Linked DNA regions of Mus musculus: regions 2, 3 and 4 are each linked to region 1. The links are chromatin contacts, called in public Hi-C and HiChIP or PLAC-seq maps. All regions are on one chromosome and are shown on one strand. The core of a region is the stretch at or near the end of the contact, and the rest is flanking DNA. Distances in the headings are between cores, read along the strand shown. Region 1 overlaps Gm19585 (predicted gene, 19585). Region 2 overlaps Gm20098 (predicted gene, 20098). Region 3 has its middle 98 kb from the start of Gm20098. Region 4 has its middle 120 kb from the start of Gm19585.

Evidence for each region. A called contact is a pair of places that touch in the nucleus more often than the background predicts. HiChIP or PLAC-seq counts read pairs in DNA pulled down with a chosen protein or histone mark.
Region 2: a Hi-C map of group 2 innate lymphoid cells shows a contact between it and region 1, with 3 times the contacts expected there. The contact joins two enhancer-like sites. A contact is called at or near these places in 6 of 484 Hi-C or Micro-C datasets (B cells, the C10 cell line, centroblasts and 2 more) and 4 of 115 datasets of contacts at active chromatin or transcription factors (CD8 T cells, Th2 cells and thymocytes).
Region 3: a Foxp3 HiChIP or PLAC-seq map of regulatory T cells shows a contact between it and region 1, with 6 times the contacts expected there. The contact joins two enhancer-like sites. A contact is called at or near these places in 1 of 15 datasets of contacts at CTCF or cohesin (CD8 T cells), 10 of 484 Hi-C or Micro-C datasets (B cells, CD4 T cells, CD8 T cells and 7 more), 5 of 115 datasets of contacts at active chromatin or transcription factors (CD8 T cells, large pre-B cells, memory CD8 T cells and 1 more) and 1 of 9 other capture datasets (embryonic stem cells).
Region 4: a contact with region 1 is called in a BATF HiChIP or PLAC-seq map of CD8 T cells, with 115 read pairs. The contact joins two enhancer-like sites. A contact is called at or near these places in 1 of 15 datasets of contacts at CTCF or cohesin (CD8 T cells), 1 of 484 Hi-C or Micro-C datasets (CD4 T cells) and 4 of 115 datasets of contacts at active chromatin or transcription factors (CD8 T cells, bone marrow-derived dendritic cells and memory CD8 T cells).

Annotation. Positions count from the first base shown.
Region 1 is chr17:52,161,049-52,164,789 of GRCm38.p6, reverse strand. It overlaps Gm19585 (predicted gene, 19585), which reads right to left. Exons shown (of 4, transcript NR_155494.1): 4 at 1,304-1,996. Among named protein-coding and RNA genes, the nearest start is that of Gm19585, 14 kb to the right of the region's middle. Within about 2 kb of position 2,024, at least 81 of the 459 cell types and tissues checked have an H3K27ac peak or open chromatin away from gene starts, as enhancers often do. A contact at or near this core is called in CD8 T cells, group 2 innate lymphoid cells, memory CD8 T cells and 1 more, where this site is marked.
Region 2 is chr17:51,924,602-51,928,342 of GRCm38.p6, reverse strand. All of the region lies in intron 2 of Gm20098 (predicted gene, 20098), which reads right to left. Among named protein-coding and RNA genes, the nearest start is that of Gm20098, 44 kb to the right of the region's middle. Within about 2 kb of position 2,017, at least 11 of the 459 cell types and tissues checked have an H3K27ac peak or open chromatin away from gene starts, as enhancers often do. A contact at or near this core is called in group 2 innate lymphoid cells, where this site is marked.
Region 3 is chr17:51,979,309-51,983,049 of GRCm38.p6, reverse strand. No RefSeq gene overlaps it. Among named protein-coding and RNA genes, the nearest start is that of Gm20098, 98 kb to the right of the region's middle. Within about 2 kb of position 1,574, at least 6 of the 459 cell types and tissues checked have an H3K27ac peak or open chromatin away from gene starts, as enhancers often do. A contact at or near this core is called in memory CD8 T cells and regulatory T cells, where this site is marked.
Region 4 is chr17:52,029,245-52,032,985 of GRCm38.p6, reverse strand. No RefSeq gene overlaps it. Among named protein-coding and RNA genes, the nearest start is that of Gm19585, 120 kb to the left of the region's middle. Within about 2 kb of position 1,770, at least 19 of the 459 cell types and tissues checked have an H3K27ac peak or open chromatin away from gene starts, as enhancers often do. A contact at or near this core is called in CD8 T cells and memory CD8 T cells, where this site is marked.

The sequences.
Region 1 (3,741 bases), core at 775-3,274:
CTCTCTTTCTTACCTTTTATTTGTGTGTGTGTGTGTGTGTGTGTGTGTGTGTGTGTGTGTGTGTGTGTGGTGTTTGCAGGGTATACATTATGTGACAGGGGTATATACAGGGGTGGTATACACACCCACATTAATGGGATCCTCCTCTGGCATCTTCTATTTCTATTCATCTTATTTCTTGATAGAGTCCCTCGGTGAATCTGTGGCTTGCTTGCCATTTTAGACTGGCTGGCCAATAAACCCAAGGATGCACCTGTCTTGGCCCCTGTTGCAACTGGAATTTCAGAGGACTGCCTTTACACCTGACTTTTACACGGGTGCCGGGGACTCGAACTCCTGCCTTCACACTTGCACAGCAGGCACTTACTCCTCCATGCTCCCGGGATGCTAAGTAACTTTGAAGAGCATATTTGAAGTCTATGCCTTGCCACTTTCTCTGGCAGAGGTTTAAGACCACACTAAATGGAAACAGAAAAAGAAATGTTGGAATAGGGAGAAACTAGCCAAGTACATAAAGAATAAAATGTAGAAACAGCAAGTATGGACAAGACCATCTTTGTAGTATAATTCTTTTCTTCCTCCAAAAAAACTTCTGTCATCTCAAATGTGTGCCTATGCCATTGTACTCACTCTTCTCTGTTATTTAATCTGTACAGTAATCACTAGTCTGTTTTTCCTTTTAATATTTTACACTTGGCCCCAGATAGGGAAGAGTGACTGGAACAAAACCGGTTAATACATAGCTTTTTGTGTTCCATTTTTGTAGGTTTTAAAAACTCCAAGGTTGGACACAGAATAAATTAATTCTTTAAAACATTTTACTCTATTCATTTATTTACTGTGTGTGGAGGCATACCACAGTATGCACAATGGAGGACTGTGGACAACCAGAGTGGACCACATGGTGGGAGAAGGGATCAAGATCATGCTGTCAGCTTTGTTAGCAAGTTCTGTTACCCACTGAGCCATCTTGCTGGTCCAGAGTATGTGGTCTTTAACAAATGCATATGGAGGCCTATGAGATGGGTGGCTGAGGTATATAAGATGCTGCTCCAGTCAACCCAGCAATCCTGAAGAGAGTCTGAAGACACTTTCGGTCTTGAGCAGGTCTTCTACTCCAGTTCGGATAAAATGATGCTGAGATACAGAAAGGGGATGAAGTAATCCACAACTCACAATAGGTCACCTGGACATGTATGTCCCAACATGACATCTGTATGTCAATATTTTGTTTTAAGCCTCGAGTAGCCTCAGACTGCTATAAACAGAAGAATAAATGAACATAGAAGTAGACTGGAGGGCTTACATTTATTTGTTTATTTATTTATTTATATCTATTTATTTTACAATCATCTCCCATAGTCTGGCATTTATAAACCCTTAACTACTTATCATCAATCATTTTTGGTCAACTTTGATGTGAGAATGATTTTTATCAAGTGTCCAGGAAACACACCTGGGTAGATCTGCAGAATGGCCCAGAGTATGAGAGGCCATGTAGAAACAGGAAGCCGAACTTCAGTTGAAAGAGTTCATGTTTTCTCTCTGTTCAGATCTCAGACTAAATTTGGCAAGCTGTGAGTGCCCGTGCAAGGGAAGGAAATGCATAACAGAGCAGAGCAACTCATCTTTCATGGCTTTTGGGAAATTATTTGACAGATCCACAGTCATATTATTCTTTAAAAACTCTTTCATGAGGCATTTCCCAAGAAATTCTGATGTTGACTGTGGTGGACTGACGGGTTGTGTTTACGTACTTCTAAGGGACCACAAGTCTACCTGTGTGTGAATGAGCGCCTTCCTAATAAGTAAATGACTCTGCTTTCATGTGTTTAATAATATTTAGACTTCACTTTTTCTTTTTTTTTTCCCCTTATGTTCTCCCAAAGAAGTTTCGGTCTCTCCCATCATGTGTTGTTGTGGTGGTGAGGTTATTTTTCTTGATGAGTCGCACCCACTCACAGTCAACTTGAAGGTCTTTTCCACTGCAGACAGCCTGTGAATGCGCAAAAGGAAGCTGGTTATCTCCACATCAGCAACTCACATCACAGCGTGATCAGAAGTGACATCACTGTGTGGTTTCACTAATGATATTTAAAGGAGATCACTATTTTCAGTTGCTTTTTTAGTCTCAGAAACCTCTGCATCTCCTTCCACTTCGCTGCCCATCTGTCACCCCTCCTCTGTCCCACCAGATTCCTTCTCAGCACTACTCTCCTCTCCATTTCCAGCCTGTGATGACAATGGGTCCTCTCAGGTTTTTCTGGGGTTGTTTTGTTTTGTTTTTTAAAAAAGAGAAAAGTCAAGTCCATTAATACTATTGACTTGGTAACTTTTTTTTCCCAGAATAAGATCTGAGAAGAATTCGAGAAAACCACAGATACTAGAACTGATGAAGACTGTTTCCTGTGAATTTGTGTGGCTTGCTCACCAAGACACCCTCTGCTAGTCTCATTCTTCCTTCTATAAACAATTTCTGCAATTGGCCCTAAAACCCTCTTGGAATGAAGACACAATTCTTACATGCGAACACTTCAATCCAGGTCCAGTTGTAGATCAACAGGACCTACACAGGGAAGCATCTTTGTACAGACATCTCTTAAACAATTGTAGTGAAATGATCTGGTTTGAAATAGGTGTCCAGAAGAAAGTCCTTACCTTTGCGTATGCAGTGGAAACCCTCCGTTTTATGTTTACAGTGATAAAATTTGTATATGTGTGTATGCATGCATGCATGTGTACATATATATATATATATATATATATATATATATATGTATATATTTGTGTTTTGGAGTGCAGGTAAGGAAGGGCTGAAAAGTGATGTGTGGGGGAAAAACAGAAATCACATACACTAACATTCCAATAGAGGAGTTTGTAATGAGCATACAAATGGTAGCAGGATGTGCATTTATTAATATTTTATGGAACTGGGTGCCATGAAATGATATCGGTCTCCACAGCATCATCTTTATAACATGTGAGACCACAAGATTCTCCAGCCATAGTCACTGAGCCTCTTGGGCTCTATCTTCCTCCAGTCTAAAATAGTTTCTTAACCCCATCACAGTCGGCTTGGGGGGATGGATGCTTCTTGTGATAGGGTTTACTTAACAGCATTCCTGGTTTCTGCTTGTCAGACACCAGTATGTTCTATCAGTTTTAACAGTCTCCAGACAGAGCCAGATGTTTCTCAAGGGAGCTGAACAGGCAAAATACCCTATAGCTTACAACCAGTAAATAAAAATAATTAAAGTTTATAATATCTTTCTATTCTAAAACTTGGTGAGAAGAACATCTAAGATACTTTTTTAGAATGTATTTTACTTACCTTTTAACTATTTTACAAATACATAATAAAATGTTTTGACCATATTCACCCACCTAGCACCTACTCTCAAACCCCTTGGTACTGCTAAACCCCATAGTCAATTCATAAAAGATATTTTTTAAAAAATTCTTAATTCATACCAGTTAAGATTGAAGAGAGAAAAGTAACCAAGTTATATTTTTAGACTTGTGAGTGGAACTAAAGAACTAAAGGCAAAGACATCTTCATCATTAACCAAGCACTTAGCCCCTACTAAGAACAAATCTTGAGAAATAAGAGAGAATTTGCTCACAATATACTACATGAAACATCTCTAGTGGAGTGTCTCATCTCTTGTAGGGAGAGAGTAGCAGGTAGCATAATTAGCTTCGGCTTACAAAACAGTGGGCCTCTAGCTTAGGAACAACTCA
Region 2 (3,741 bases), core at 768-3,267, 240 kb after region 1:
CAAAGTCGCTCAAGTAAAATAGGAGGCAACCTTCTAGCTATAAGAGCAATTAAATTAATGTTTCTAAAACATCCCACAGGTAACTGATAAAACATAGACATGGAAAAATAATGCCAACTTTACATATACCATTCCAGACAAATGAGAAGAAAGGAATGTTTTTGCAACAATGAGACACAATCGCCTTCATGGATGAATCTGTCTGTGATGCATAGATGATATGATGGAGATGATATAATCGGACTTCAGACCAATGCACATTTTATGATAGATGACGACAGTCAACCCATCACTGTGTGAAAAGATAACATGCTATGCCTTGTTGTATATGGTGAGTCAACAGAAACAAATGCACTGATAAGCTTTAAGCTAATAACAAAAGAAAAATGCCAGAGGAAGATGAACTATTGGAACATCTAAATAAACACAGGGAAAAGACTGACAATTTCTAGCCTGCACCTTGACTTTTTCTAAACTCTTTGAAAACTAGGGTAAGAAATAAAAAGGAACTTTCTCAACTTAATAAATGGCACCTATAAACAAACGAACATTCGGCTAACTTTAAATCCAGCTTTCATGAATACAGGAACAAAGCAAGATGCCTGTACCCTTTCCCTCTTCAACATCAATTGGAATGTGAAGTCTGTAATAAAGCAGGAAAACAAATACAGAATAATTCAATTTGGATGTGGAACTAGGCTATTCAAGGGGGTCCTGATTCAATAGAAAACCAGAATTCAAGCATCCAGATTGGAAATACAGAATCGATCATGTAGAAAATTCACTATAGTCTGTAAAAATTTTCCGACCTCTTTAGTGAATGGAAGGACATCACCATCTTTGATCCTGGTGCTGTAAAGACCAAGATTTTGGCTGCCAGGGTTCAAGCATTCCACACAGGTTAGAAGTTCCATTGGGCCTTGGTGTCTATCTTTCACAGATGTCAATAAACATGTAAGCATAAGATGAGTGTAACCCTGGATTTCAGGATAAAAGGACTATTGTGCAACAACATGTTATATTTCTAGATATTAGCCACAAACCATGAGAAATTAAAATTGTAAGAATAATGTCATTTTTAAAACTAACAAAATAAAATAATTAGGAGTAGATTTGACAAGAGACACAAAACCTCTGGTCACTGACACCCACCCGATGTTACTAGGGGCAATTAAGAAAAATCTAGGCAACAGTGGCATGTTCTCTATTCATTGGCAAGAAAACTCAATAATCCTAAGAAAGTCATTCTACCCAAAACCAGTCCAGAGATTTAAAACAATCCCAATTAAAATCTTATGAGTTTTTTTATAGAAATTAACGAACTGATTCTAAAAATGATATAAAAATTTGAAGGACCTAGAATAGCCAAAACAACTTTGAAAAAGGATGAGCATATTTTGAGAACTCGGGCTTATTATGAAGCTACAATCATCCAGACAGTATGGTGGTGATATAGAGACAGGCAGATACACGAATGGAACAGAAGAGGGTCCATAAATAGACCCACACACACAGAGATAAATGATTTTGACAAAGATTCAAAGGAAATTCAGTAGAAAAAGATTAGTCTTTTTCAACAAATGGTACTGGAATAATTGGATATATACATATGCAAGAAAAAAATAAACTTTGATCCGTATCTCACACCATAAAATTAACTCAGCATGAGTCATTGACCTAAATGTGAAACTTTCAGGAGAAAACTTGTGCAAGTTTGATTAGGTGAGGCTTTCTTAGACCCCATCCAAAATTACAGTCTGTGACAGGAAACACCGATACATCTGATAGCCCAAAAATGTTGAAACTTCTGCTTTTTGAACTAGACGGTAGGGGAATGAAAATAAAAGCTACAGACTGGGAGTAAATATTTTCAAATTGTATATTTGATTAAGGATTTGTATCCAAACATTTTTTTTAAATATATAAAACTCAAGAGAGGAGACAAGGAGTAGCAGACTTGAGCAGACTTCTTATCAGAGAAGTATGGGGATGACCGTGGCAAGACCCACGGTCGAATTTCCTTAAAGGCACAGTGAGAAAGCCTCGCAGGCCTCCAGGCTGGCTCCTGTAGGCTTATAGCAAGGATCTAAGACAAACAGAACGCCCACTGCTTTTAGGAGCATCAAGTAGTTCAACGGCTTTGCAAAAACAATTGATACTCTTTTAAAGCATGAAACTTATATTCACGAGTAATCCAAGAGATCAACTTCCAGGGACTCTGTCCCCCCAAATTAATCTGTCAACACAAAGACTGACACGTCATGGACATAGTAAGATATACATGTGTGACACCCATCCCTAATGATAAATACATAAGTAAGCATGATCTACACAGGAACGTAGATAAAAGCACTGCCTTTTGCAACACAGTGGACAGTACTTAGCAACATAAAAAGATGAACCATGGAGATAATGGATACTATAGATAAGATCACAGTAATGATGACTAGAATCCACTTCATAAGTATGTCAGAAATAAAAATTAGCTAGCTATCACTGAAAGCAGATCAGTTGTTCACTGTGGATGGGATGGGACCCTGAGGACAAGGTGGAGAGTTCAAATGGCAGTTTTTACTATCTTTATTATATGAACATTCCATTGGAATAACTTATTAGATTCGAGCCAAGGATTTTTCTTGATAGCAGAGCACTCATTCCGCACACACCAAGTCTGAGGTTAGAATAGCCAAAACAACTTTGAAAAAGGATGAGCATATTTTTGAGAACTTGGGCTTATTATGAAGCTACAATCCAAAATAAATAAATAAATTTTTAAAAAGACAGCTGATCTAGCTGAATAATTTACATATGCTTTATTTGGGATTGGAAGCATAGTTCAGTCATTAAGGTAACTGGCTGCTCTTCTATGGAACCAATTCCCAGCACCCACATGGTATCTCACAGTGGTCTGTACCTCCAGTTTTAGGGAATCCAGTCCCTTCTTCTGGCCTCCATAGGTGGCAGGGCACACATGTGATGCACAGACATACATGCAGGCAAAACACACATATTCATACAATAAATAAATATATATGCATTATCAATGCTGTGTGAAGTATCTACCGACCCAGTGAAACACAATTTTAAGTATTAAATCGATGGACTTGGTTCTTCCCTCCATAATATAAGTTGTTACCCAAGGCACTTCCCCAAAGCTCATTCCGCAACTCTGAGAAGTGATGGTCTCAGTTCAACGGACTCATCTTCTCTCCTGAAACTTGAATAGACGGATGCCACACCTATGTATTTGGCTTCTGAATTTTCACTTTTTGTAAGAACTACAAAATTAGAAACATAGTTCCAGATGTGAAAATAATGATTATTTTAGAAAAAAAAACAATAAAATCCTTTAAATGTTAAGAAACTAAGGTACAGGCTGGAGAGATGGTTCAGTGGTTAGGAATTACCGCTCCTGCAGAGGACTCCAGTTCCCAGCATGCACTTCAGATGATTCACAAACATCTGTAACTCAGGCTTCAGGGGATCCTATATCCTGCAGAGGTACTACACCTACCCGCAGAAATCACCCCACCACACACACACGCACGCACGCACGCACGCACGCACGCACGCACGCACGCACGCACGCACACACACGCACTCATAACTAAAATAAAAGTAAATAAATCTTAAAAAAAAACTAATGAGAAGCATAAAGTAGCATAAAATTAGAAATAAAATAAAATTACATTCACTAGCCATTTGAAACAGCTCACATTGTTATAGCTTTAACGAAGTCTG
Region 3 (3,741 bases), core at 325-2,824, 180 kb after region 1:
TCACTCAGAGTCGCTGGCAAGAGCAGGCTTAGAAGAACTTGGAAATGGCTGGATCCTGAGGAGACATTCAATTACAAGGTGTACCATCAAGCTAATGACAGCTTTCTAGGGAGGGAAAGGAGAAAGAATCACTTAGCATGCACATTCTAACTTCAGCAGCCAGACTTTCTAAACTGTGCAGAAGAAATGTGTTTCCTTTTCAAACGTATAGCTTTTTTCCTATTGGAGGAGGAAACTTTCATTATGTAAATAGCTTCCAATCAATATCATCATAGACTTGCATTCTGGCTAGACAATCTTCTGCAAATGGAACTTAGAGTAACAGACATAGGAGTGTTGCCAAAAGAAGTAAGAATTTGGAAGCAGAAGACAGGAGAACAGGAGAGGTGGTGTTGGGTTGCAAAAAGAGTAGACATGGGAAGCTATAATCTCACCCTGTGTGCTGTAAGGGAAAGGTGATTAGAAGTTCAGGGTCATCCTCACCCACAAAATGAGGTCAAGGTCAGCCAGGTCTATGGGAGACCCTGTCTCAAAAGGAAGGGAAAGAGAAGGGAAGGGAAAGAAAAGAAAGGAAAGGAAGAAAAGAAGACAGAAAGAAGGAAGGAAAGAAAGGAAGGGAGGGAGGGAGGGAGGAAGGATGAAAGAAAGAAAGAAAGAAAGAAAGAAAGAAAGAAAGAAAGAAAGAAAGAAAGAAAGAAAGAAAGAAAAGAAGGAAGGGAAGGAGGGGAAAGGAAGGAAGGAAGGAAGGAAGGAAGGAAGGAAGGAAGGAAGGAAGGAAGGGAGGGAGGGAGGGAGGGAGGGAGAGGGAGGGAGGGAGGGAGAGAGAGAGAGAGAGAGAGAGAGAGAGAGAAAGAAAGAAAGAAAGAAAGAAAGAAAGAAAGAGAGAGGGGGGAGAGGGGGGAAGGAAAGAAGGAAGGAAGGGTGGAAGGAAGGAAGGAAGGAAGGAAGGGAGGGAGGGAGGGAGGGAGGGAGGGAGGGAGGAACGAAGGGGAAAAGAGGAGGAAAATTGAAGAAAGGGGATGAAAAAGGGAGCCCTATACTCAACATGAGAGACAGGACTACCTGTCCCTTTGGTAGAAACCAAAGATACCATGATCACATCTGTTTCCCCAAACCATGTGCCCCACCCCAAACAAAAGCATATGTCAAAACTTTAGCCCCCAAGTGAGTTGAGAAGTTTAACCTTTAAGAACTGACTCCTATGTCAATCAGCATTCTGACTGTGCTTTTCCCAATCGGTGGGTGTGCCGTTCCAAGTGCTTCTGAGTTGTGTTTTCACCCACTGAAGAAGTACTGCTTCCCACCTTGTGGGAGCAAGGTGATGACTTCAAGTTCATGCAACCAAGTCAGGCAGACTCTGGCCCTGTGCAGAGACTGAAGTCATGACCTGGGGAGTGAGTTTTGTTGGATTCTCTCTCTCTCTCTCTCTCTCTCTCTCTCTCTCTCTCTCTCTCTCTCTCTCTCTCTCTCTCTCTCTCTCTCTCTCTCTCCCCTCTCTCTCTCTCACTTAGAGCTGTCACTAGACACATGCCTAACTTCCAGGACTATAGAGTAGCTCCCGGTCCTTTCTAAATCATCCAGTTTCAGTTTCAAGTCTTCTCTTCTAACACCATAAAGCAGACAAGGACATGTTTAGCCATGTCTGGTTTCAGCTTAGACCTCTGGTTCAAAAGGTTCTTCCATCATTAGAGCTGACACAGACTCAGTCAAAGGAGAGCCTGTTCACAGCTCTCCTGTCCTCCCCTCCAGCTCTCAGCTTACAAGTCTTGGCCTCCACCTTCATCTGTGCAGTAAGCATGGGCACTGGCACCCCTCACAGCATCACAGTTTATAAGCTGTTGAGAAACAGTGACCTTTAAAAGATCTCGTATACAGTCTTTGGCAATTGCATACAAGTTTGCAATGTGTCTTGATCACATCCACATCCAATGCCTCCACCCAATCTCTAGCACTTTCTCCCTTCTGCCTTCATCTCCCCTCTCTTGCTTTTGAACCCACTGACTCCAGTTAGTGCAGCTTGCTGAGATGCCAACTGATCCTGGCTTGACCATGCTCAATAATTTCAGCTGCAGCGATTCCATACCCTGCATTCAAGACAGTCTTTCATACTCTGCCCCATCCTTTGGCTCTTACATTCTTCCCCCTAAAACACACCCCTCTCCATAATGGTCCCTGAGCCTTGGTTGGGGGTTAATATCAATGTTTTCTGTTGGGCAGAGTACTCAACAGAAACTCAGTCTTAGCACTGCAACCTGTTATGAGTCTGAAGTAGCTCCTGCCCACTGTAGAATGAAGCCTTTCTGGCCAGCGTCAAGGGCAGCAATAATCCAGTCCATGATGATGTTTAAAAGCATGAAAGTCCTCAATCCCATATCTGTACCATAGTTGTCTTCAGACAGGTGTTTGCCTAACCCTCCCACAAAAGATGGTTATTTATTTCCTATTTGCCGATCCCTCAGGAGGAAAGCTTGACACTCTGCCTTGTTTGTTTGCAGCGGGATTTTATCCAGATGTTGCTTACACTGAAGAGAGACCTATATTTTCATGGCAAAATGCAGCAACCTTGCTGCAGGAGCCTTTGTTCAAATGTGTACTATATTTAAATAAACATGTCTAGGTCGCTGACTTTCTCCCAGCAAATGTTTGACATCCTTCCATTCCTTTCTCCCAGGTGTCTGACTCCTTTCAAAAAATAATAATTATTGTTCTTTGCCTTTTTTGTCCACTTTGTTGCACTGTCTCATTTTATCTTTTTTAATTAGGGAAATTTAATACAATATGGTAAGCCTCAGATTCTAAATGTTGGCTGTAAATCTCTGCAAACTGATGACTCCTGTGGCAACAAGAGAGCTGTCATTGCAGGAGAGTCACCATGCTACCGTTTTATAACAAAATGCCACCTTTGGGAAAGGGTCACACTTAATATTACTATGATGACTGAATTTCTGACTTTCTGCACGTAAAATTTCAAGGATATTGGTTGCATTGTGTAAGGTTGTTTAGAAAAATTTTACTTGGGGGGGTGGTCATTACAAGTTCTCACTGAGGCCAACAGAAATAGTTATAACCATTATACAGTGAAATAGACAGCCATCCATACATGTTGCAAAATGTTATGAAATCGATTAAAATCTTATTTCTTTTCATTGCTGTTATACTTCCGAACACATATATACAGTACACGGCACTGGGTATAAATACAAATAAAACATAAAGAGAAAACATAGGAAATCTCATAAATATACAGCATCCTGCCTTATCAATATTCATTTATGCATATCTCTGCACTGGCGCATTAATAAAAGCACATATATTGGATTTGAATGTGTGAGGGATGGGGTGGAAGCTGTAATCAGGACGGTAGGGCTCTCCTTCTCGCAGCAAAGGATTACATTATCTCTCTCAGCCTATTATGTTTTCTGAAATTTCCAAATGTATGTTCTGGCCTCTTCAACTTTAGTCTTTTGCATTTAAGTAATGAGGAAGTTAAGCGCAGTATATGTATCACTCAAGGGCATTACAGAGAATGCTTGGATCTATTTAGAGCCTTTAACTTCAGAGCAAAGGCCTGGTTTTATGTGACCTTAACGGATTCAAATTGTTTAGTTTCAATAAGGAGAGCAGTATCTACTTCAGTGAATTAATGTGGAACTGGCATCTGCAAGGGACTCCATTCCAGGGGAACCACAAGACAGGGCTTCTGAACTCCCACACATGGATTTTTAAGAAAGTATTGTGGTT
Region 4 (3,741 bases), core at 521-3,020, 130 kb after region 1:
ATATTCACCCCAGATGAGGATCCTGTTATACATTTTTATCTAGATTACCATTCACTCAGATAGATAGATAGATAGATAGATAGATAGATAGATAGATAGATGGATGGATGGATGGATGGATGGATGGATGGATGGATGGACGGACGGACGGACGGACGGACGGACGGACAGACAGACAGACAGACAGACAGACAGACAGACAGACAGACAGACAGACAGATAGATAGATAGATAGATAGATAGATAGATAGATAGATAGATAGATAATATATTAGAATTAGACCTACAGATGAAATGTTTGAAACATGAGATGGTATACAAGCAAAACTGGAGAGCTGGATCAGTGGCTAAGAGTACTTGCAGCTCTTACAGAAGACCCATTCAGTTCCCAGCACCCATGTCATGCAACTCACACCCACCAGTATCTCACTTTGAGGGAATCAAATACCTGTTCAGGACTTTTTGGCTACTTGCAGGCATATGTGGATACATATATACAGGCCCACATATATACAAAATAATAATAAAACTCATCTTTTAAAAGCAGATTCTATATGAGCAGAACGCTCCCCTTCACCTTGTCATACAGAGACTTTAGGATTTGTTTCATAGTCTTGTATTGCTTATGTAAGTTAACTATCTACAAAACTAGTTTGCTCTGCCCCTTCCTAACACTCTTGTTTCAGTGCTGACTTGCTATGGGGCTAGCACTTCTGATTCCTACCTTAAGTTTCCTGCTCTTTCAATGACTTATGTTGGACTGCCCACACGGCATCCCATTTGTAGGCTTGCCCTACCTCTGGATTCTTGAATTGAGTACTACACCAGGATCAGATGTGCTTCTCTGGATAACTGCTGTGTGGAAACTTTTATTCTCTAATGGCTGATGTCTGTCACTGGATTTCAAGGAGAATAGTTTCTGTGTTTTCCTAACCCAACTTGTTCAGGCTTCCTATAGAATTCACAGTTTGAAGACAAGTAATTCCAAGACCTCCCTTTTACAGATTTTGTTTGTTTGTTTGTTTGTTTGTTTGCTTTGTTTTTTCAGATTTTTTTTTTTTTTGATCCACAAACTGCCAGGAAATAAGGAGGTCCTACGTACAAATGTGGCATTCCAGAGTTTCAAAGAATCTTATTTCTCTGTAGGAAGCTGGTTCAGACCCATAAGGGTACTCAAGGTTAGCTTCTCAGCCAGTACTAGAGCTGAGCCTTGTGTGTGTGTATGTGTGGGGCGGGGGGTGGGGGAGTCCTTGAGATTGAATCATGGCATGCAGCATTTTTAAATGGGAAGTTGGCATTTATTGAGCAAAGGTTTTAGCACAGATTTAAGCACAGGCATTAAAAGGGTGGAAGAGAGACATGGGCAAAAAGCACATTCCTAGAGCAGGTTTAGTTTTCTCAAGAGAGAAGAGCAGTGCCATCCGTCACGTGCAAACCTAAATATTACTCTTTACACTTTAGGTCAGATTCTCAAGAAGCGACCCTGACATCTGAGTGCACATAATCTGTGGCAGAAAATATGCCCAGGAAGAGAAGGAATCACAGGAAAGAAAATGAAACCAATCACACCCACTCTTTCAAGAATAGTTGCAATCTTAGTTTGAACTCACAGGCAGGTTCTTGAGTGTCGTACCGGACCCATGATGTGTCTGCCCTAGTTAGTTTGAAGCTACAAGCTACCGGTGATTGAAGCGGGAGGATACAGAAGACCAGGACAGAACACACTACGTGGTACAGTTTCATCTGTTTAGGTGAGTGGGCGCTGTCAGTCAAGTCGCTTGTGTGCACCATTCATAAGAGCAAAACACCTGGCATCTCTGAGGAAGTGGCACCAAGAAACCAGCATAAAAAAAAATCTGTAGAATCTGAGAGGCAGAACGTTAATGTACACCTATCAGACTTAAAGTATAAATTAAACCTCGTGGTTACTTACAATGCTGATGGATTCAGAAATGAGACTGAGCCATAGGCCTCACTCAGTGCCCTATGTGTTGGGTAACCCTACTAAGAACAACAGGCATAATGATCAGAAAGGGCTTATTGGCTGCTTTATCTGGCTGACTTTAATAATTTCATTATAGTTCTGTGTGGCCGTGGTACGTTAGAACTCTATGACCCAATACATTCCTTCATCCATTCTCAAATCCTCTCAATAGTAACACAAGACAGATAGCATTGAGACATAAAGTGAGGAAGGACAGTGTGCTCCCTTCCTCAGGAGCTGACACTAGAAGCTGAAGTAGGCAGTGAGCTTATGTCTAGGAAGAGGCAAAGCTAACCGTCTCAACCCATTCCCCAGATGCCACCCAGGAACTCAGTTCAGTTGCATCATGGAAAGATGTGTGCAATTAACTCAATCACGACAATATAGAAGTAATGAGACCATTTTTTCTACTTCCCTAAAATGACTCTTGTGGTGGTGGGATAGAAAAATCTGTTGGATTTAATTTAAGTTATTAGAGATTTCTGAGAGGTGTTACTTTTCCATTAAAACACAATTATGAAAACTGCACAGAAATTAAAATCAAACTCAGCTTTGAAGTGGTGAGTATGAGGCTAAAAGACCATTCCTCCCGTTTTATAAACACTTCCCCAGGGTGTGAAGGACTCAGCCATAGGTGTGTGATTTTCCTTATCCCCAAGAATCAACTGAAATATGGCAACTCTAGATCCAGCTTATACTAGATCCCGCCTTAGCATCAGCTGCCAAGATGTGATCAATTTAAGACAGATTCCCCAAATTAATTATGTTTTCCTGTAAAACATAGAATTAATTTTAAGTGAGGAGTATTAAAGTGGAATGTATAATACACTATTCAAACGACCTGTTGTAATTTTTTTCCCAAATGAGTGTACTGCACATGATGTGCCTGTGATGGTATTAATTATTTATCACTCTATGTGGCAAAAATATCAATTATAATAAATAGTAAAAGGGCTATTAGCTTTCTTGAACAATAAATAAAATGGAAGTTTCAAGATCAATATGATGAATATGTTAAGTTAAAATTCTCTTTTGCCGTAAGAGTTTATAGGATTTTATGTAGCAATCCCATGAAAGTGTCACAGACTTTTTAAAAAGAAATATATTAAATAAAAATAAAAATCTATTAAAGAAGGTAATTTTAAATATTTAATGATATAATTAGGTCTTATTAATGTAATGCTCTTTATTTTTCAGATTAAAAATTCACAGGGCTGTCGTCTTTTCCATCTTAATCAGATATCCTGTTTGTTGTAATTATTTGTTAGGTATTTTCATTCACATTTGATGAATATTAACTGTTTGAAATAAAACAGTATTTTTTTCCATTTGCTAGTTTGAGGAACAAGGGTTACTTTGTATCTAGAGAAAGGACAGCCAGAAAAAGAAAAGGAAAGATAGTACCTGTCCCTCTGCCAGACCCAGAGCAGAGATCCAAACCCTAAACTCCTACTGCTAGCTGTGCAGGACCCAGGCTTTCTCATGCCTGAGAAATGTCAGTGGGCCCATGTCTGAAATGTGAAGGAGTTAGAGCTATATTCAAATCTACATTGTGGCTTATGCATCATCTCTCCCCCTCCTTCTCCCTACCCCTCTTCTCTTCTCTTCTCTTCTCTTCTCTTCTCTTCTCTTCTCTTCTCTTCTCTTCTCTTCTCTTCTCTTCTCTTCTCTTCTCTCCTCTCCTCTCCTCTCCTCTCCTCTCCTCTCCTCTCCTCTCCTCTCCTCTCCTCTCCCTCTCCCTCTCCCTCTCTCTCTCT